Linked DNA regions of Mus musculus: region 1 is linked to region 2. Evidence: chromatin contacts called from public Hi-C data. All regions are on one chromosome and are shown on one strand. Each heading gives the region's core, a stretch centred on a gene start, on an enhancer-like site or on the middle of the called end of the contact. The rest is flanking DNA. Distances are from core to core; before and after follow the strand shown.

Evidence for each region. Hi-C and Micro-C count contacts between places; a contact is called where the count stands out from the background.
Region 1: a contact with region 2 is called in a Hi-C map of cerebellar granule neurons, with 2.5 times the contacts expected there. The contact joins the promoter of Idua here to the enhancer-like site in region 2. A contact is called at or near these places in 5 of 39 promoter capture datasets (the 3T3-L1 cell line, embryonic stem cells, hematopoietic stem and progenitor cells and 1 more), 3 of 484 Hi-C or Micro-C datasets (cerebellar granule neurons and embryonic stem cells), 1 of 115 datasets of contacts at active chromatin or transcription factors (embryonic stem cells) and 4 of 9 other capture datasets (adipose tissue, embryonic stem cells, liver and 1 more).

Annotation. Positions count from the first base shown.
Region 1 is chr5:108,658,967-108,661,666 of GRCm38.p6, reverse strand. Idua (iduronidase, alpha-L) reads right to left here and starts at 1,336. Exons shown (of 15, transcript NM_008325.4): 1 at 1,169-1,336. Dgkq (diacylglycerol kinase, theta) reads left to right here and starts at 837. Exons shown (of 23, transcript NM_199011.2): 1 at 837-1,224. The coding sequence starts at 972.
Region 2 is chr5:108,514,676-108,517,454 of GRCm38.p6, reverse strand. It overlaps the pseudogene Gm10086. Among named protein-coding and RNA genes, the nearest start is that of Cplx1, 34 kb to the left of the region's middle. Within about 2 kb of position 1,289, at least 5 of the 459 cell types and tissues checked have an H3K27ac peak or open chromatin away from gene starts, as enhancers often do. A contact at or near this core is called in cerebellar granule neurons, where this site is marked.

The sequences.
Region 1 (2,700 bases), core at 87-2,586, 140 kb before region 2:
CAGAGATTAAGAGCATTTGTTTTTTTGTAGAAGACCCTAGATCTATTTCTAGTACCTTCATGGCAGCTCAAAAACATCTGTAACTCCAGTTCCAGGAAATCCAGTTTTCTATTCTGACCTCCTCTGACACCAGGCACAGACAAAATGTAAGCAAATCAATCATACTGATAAAATAAAATAAATATATATTTTTTTAAAAGACAGAGCCTCTCTACATAGCCTCAGTTATCCTAGAACTCACTAGATAGACCAGGATGTCCTCATACACACAGAGCTCTCTCGTCGCTGTTTCCTTCCCTTGATGCACTCTGTGGCTACTGGGAATAGGCTAGAGGCCAGGAACTTTTTGGATCACCATTCCAGTAGTGTTTCCCCAACTCCAAAACAGAGTCGGCCTATAGAAGCAGGGCCCTTGAGGGCTGCTGACAATAGAGGCAGAATGACTCCTAGGTCCAAAGTCATAGGCATTGTCTGGACAACACAAAGCTATGGTTACTGTGGATGGCCTTCCCTTGCATGCAGGTACTCAAAGACCTGGGAACACAGTGGGAGAAAGTTTTGCCATGGTGTGTGTGAGGGTGTGTGTGTGTGTGTGTGTGCGCGCGCGCGCGCGCGCGTAGAATTAGGGGTTAAAGGAGCTTGTGGAAGTCCCACTGAATGTTTCCATATAGCTTCTCCTATGCTTATACGAGCAAAGGCCTCATATATCTAGTATCCTGTGTGGAGAATCTGGCGCTGGAGGTCAGAACAAATCCTCTTGGGCCACCATGCCCCTCTGTCTAGTCCAGAGGCCCCGCCTTTGGCAGGACGGCACCGCCCCTCAGGAGGCCCTCTCCAGTCTGGCCCCGCCCACGTGAGCCTGCGCGTTAGGTAGCGCAGTCGGAAGCCGGGAGCGGGCTCTGCCGAGGGCCCTCTCTACACCGCGGACCTGGCTTTATCGTGCGCTTGGAGCTGGGGCGCTCGGGTTGTGGATGGCGGCGGCAGCCGAGCCCGGTGCCCGGACCTGGCCGGGCAGTGGTTCCCCACGTCTTGGCAGCCCGGCCGGCAGTCCAGTGCTGGGCATCTCGGGCCGCACACGCCCGGGGTCAGGGCCGGAGCGGACTAGCAGAGCTATTGGCTCCGCAGCACCTGGCCACAGCTTTCGCAAGGTGACACTCACCAAGCCTACCTTCTGCCACCTCTGCTCGGACTTCATCTGGGGACTGGCTGGCTTCCTGTGCGATGGTGAGAGTCCACCCCGCGTCCTAAGGCCGCTCCCAGGAGCCGATGCCCTCCTTCCCGGGACACTGCCCTGACCTTTGAGACCTGTCCCTCTTGGCAGTGGGTGGGCACAGAGACAGACTCTGGTTTGAGTAGGACTTTCCTATGGAGGTGACACCCTGCTTTTAAGGTCAGGAAGGAGGGGTACCCTGGGTCTGGCCTCTCTTGACCTGAGATCTCAGGATTTCCTAGTGGGAGGTGGAGACCGAGTCGCCATAGTGCAGTGCTGTTGTTGTAATGCAAAGGCGCTGTAAGAGGCAAGGTGTGTGCTGAGGCAGTTGTTGGGCCTGGGCATAGAGATATGAAGGTAAGACTGAGACTTGGGGCAATGGGGCTCCCACTAGTGACCCGTGTCAGTGACTGGGGCAGCAGGAGTGGCTGGCTGTGGGTCCTGGGCATTCTTGTCCCGAGTGCATGCTGATGCACAGAGGGATTTAATGCTGCTCTGTTCAGGCTCAACTGCTTGGAGAGCTAGGCCCAGCCTTCTTTACAGTTGTGGCATGTCCCAGCACAGCTCCCACCCAGCTGCCAAGCCGGCTGGGCAGGACAGAGGATGGCACCTCTTTCTCAGCTCTCCAGGTAATTCCATGACTGCCCCTCTTTTTATTCTTACTCTTGTGAAGAGGCAGCTTCACAAGAAGCTGAGACCCAAATCTGTGGGGGACATCTGGGCCTTTGACAGTGTCACCTGACCAGGGTCCGAAGGTGGGAGCAATGAACCTGCCCTATTTGGGGAACACTAGTGTGCTCTGGGCAGGATCACTGAGGCCATAGCTCCTCACAGAGGCGTGTCTTCTGCTAGTGAGGATGGCAAGGTTGTCATGGGATCTCAGGGCTAGTAGTGACATAGGAGTGGTCACCTGTTTTTCTCTGTCCTATCTGCCCTCTTAAAATATCAGAGTCCCACTGAGATGGAGGCTGTGAGGTATACACTGACTTAGCTGCATATCTGAAGCTATGCCCCAGGCCGTACAAAGGTGGCCTAGGCAGGATGGTCCTCTGACTCACTTTATGGCTGAAAGTCATAGAAGGCATAGTTTGAAGTCTAAGTCTATTCTGGGAAGGTAAAGGTAGTGGAGGCAAACCCACAGATAGGAGGCTAGACCTAGGATCTCTGCAGAACTGAGAGATAATGAAAGTAGGATTTGAATCCAAGGAACCCCTCACAGATTTGACCCCTGAGCCTAGGTCTGTGGAATCAGGAAACCTAAGCAAACTCCTCATGTATAGCAGCCCAAGGTTCTGTTACCCAGAAGAGGGTGCAGAGCCCCTTCTAAGCAGCGTTGTTGTAGCTGTCCTCACAAGGGTATGGGCAGGAGCCTTCCACCTGCAGGAACATAAGACGGTCTCAGCCTACAGGGAAGGCAGCTGGCAAGACCTTTTGAGGTGGAGAAAATTGAGAGCCTGGGAAGATTCCTGTTAGGTCATTACTTAGTCATC
Region 2 (2,779 bases), core at 40-2,539:
CTTGATCCTGTCACAGACACACTTGGCACACATGGACCCACCATAGGCCCTGCTGACGTGCTTCTGTGTCTTAGACAGTCTCATAAGGACTTTGGGCCGCACAGCACGAACCCCTCGCAGTCTGCCTGGGCACACGCCACATGCGGATTTAGGTGCTTTCCCAACCTTCTTGGTGTAGAGGTAAACAATCCTGTTGCCAAGGGTTCGAGACAGCCTAGTTTTGTTAGAGGCTGTGTTGTAGGAAAGCCTACGGCGGTATGTCAAACGCTGGACCATCCTGAGTGCCTCTGAGCAACGTCCCCGGAAGAGGAAAAGGAAGGGGCGGGTGAGTTCAGGGGTCAAGTGTCCCAATATTTCTAACCTTGTGAAATCATAGCTACTTGTGGTTGAAAAATGCCACGTGGGTACATGTCCGTAGCCATCTTCCTTCTGAGAGACTCTCTGTCTCTGCAACTCTTAGCCCCGCCCACCCACCACCACCCCCCACCCCCCGTTCAATCACAGGCCTCTTCACTAATGTAATTGGACAGAGAAAATCCTGTGACACCCTTGCAACTGCCTCTGTACACCTACCTCCAGGCACCACTGAATGACCCAGATAACAGTTCACTTGCTGGGGTGGCAGCTACTTCCTTTTCCTGGAGGTGTACCTAAGACCCAAATCTCTGGGTCTTTGCTACATGCTGTCACCCAGCATGGATGCTCATATAGGGACACCCATTAGTCTACCCATCTGTCATCCAGTGTCCTACCTACCTCACAGCCCAGTCTGCATTCCTTTTGAACTTAAACAATGACCTGAATGTTTTAGCTGCTGGAGAACTTGATCAGTTGGCCACCCAAGGAATGATGGGTCAGATCCTGGTGAATTATGTTCTAGTATCATCTCGGGCCTGGAATAATTGAGGTCCCTTCTCCTGTAGTTTTGTGTGTGTGCATGTGCGTATGTGATGGGAGAGGTGTTAAATACTTACTGTGACTGGTGACTTCTGTCTGAAGGGAAATGGGTGCTGAACAGCGGGATCAGGAACTGATGATACTCGTAAGTGGTGTGGTGGCTGTCAGAGGAGGTGACACATAAACCAAGAAGATAGGAGGCAGGAGCCATTCTCTCCCTCCTTCCTGCCACCACTCTCCCTGTACCTGTGTGTATGTGTGTGTGTGTGTGTGTGTGTGTGTGTGTGTGTGTGTGTGTGTGTAGGGTATGAGTATTCCAAGCCAGCCTAGCCCCAAACACTGGAGGTCTCTCAACCTTTTGGATGTTGGCATATCCTGAACACTTTGGCAGCTTTCCAGTCTCTGGCTAGTTTCTCCTTGGTGTCTGCAGGCAGCCAGGCCCAATAGTCAGGCTCTGATCTGTGCTCCACTCGGTAAGACCTACCCAGAGAAGCAGAGCTGTTTTGAATCATAAGCTACCTAACCATCAAGGCATTCTCGAAAAACTAAAAAGACCAGCAATTAAGGACCATTTTGTCTATCCCTGCTAATCCGCAGCTAGACAAATCCTACTGTCCAGGACATACCCAGCAGGGCCAAGGACCCCTGGGTCTGGGCCATCTGTCCACATATTTTGAACACTGGCTGCTCTCAGGTCTTCAGTCTACTTCAGATCAGTTTTGAAAGGGGATGGGAAGGAGGGGCGGTGGGAGACATGGTAGGACTCCTTCCAGGGTGGATGAGGGGTACCTGTGACCAAGCCCAGTTAAAACCTGCCACAGGTGAAAGGGTGTGAGGTGCAAGGAGTACTATGTGGGAATTGCAGAAGAGGTCTGAGCCAATCATCGCTTGCCACTCCTCCCCACACCCCCCAGGATTGTTTCCAAGATGATCACATGCAGATCCTGCCCAATCAAAGCTAGAAAGACTCGATTGCCTAGAAAACCTCCTCTGACCTCCTCAACTCTCCTGGGGAGAGGCCTCTGTTCTTCCCATTCCTGCTTACTTGCCACATGTTCCCGCCCCAACCCCCAACCCCCCAAGGCCACATCTTCCCTTTATCCCTTCTCTAACCTCACCTCTCCTTCAGGAGGTGTTCTTATCCTCCCCATTCCCCAACAGCATGAGCTAAGTGGTCACTGGCTTCTCTAGAGGCCATGAACAGAGCTTTCTCTTCTCTCTCTCTCTCTTTCTTTTTCTTCTCTCTTTTCTAAACCAAATTAAATGTGTCTCAGTCTGACCCTTTAGAGGTGTGAGGTAGGTCTTGTCCTTTAGCAGTTACAACTGAGATGCCAACCAACCTGTCCTGGTCTTTCCTCCTCATAAACGGGAAGTGCTGGAAGTGGAGTCAGAGGCAGAAAAGCCAGTGGAGATGTTCACTGGACCGGGTCCTATACCAACCAACATTGCTTTCCCTAGGGTTCCTATTGTACTCGCCACAAACTAAGGCTCCTTGCTGACCGGGACCTGTTCCCTTCCTTTTTCCCCAAGGTGACTTTGAACAAAGACTAGGTAAAATGAGGTGCGAGGGAACCGATGGAAGCAGCAAGAAATGTTGGATATTTCAGAAGACCAGTAATAGTTGTGCGGGTGAAGGTCTTCTGGACCCCAGGAATCCATCTTTCAACCCTCAGGTGAACTCTGAGCTGGCCTGTTGCTTTTGGCCTCACCTGATGTGACCTGAGTCAGGTCAGGCTGAGGGTAAGCCAGGAGCTGACAACCTGTGCTAGCGCTGGGTTGGTTAGTATGATAGGTACGACCATGTGCTCTCTGGGTGGCTGCCATACTCTCTATGAAGGTGTGAGCCCAAGGTTCTGGAGATCAGAACTGGGGAGGGGTTCAG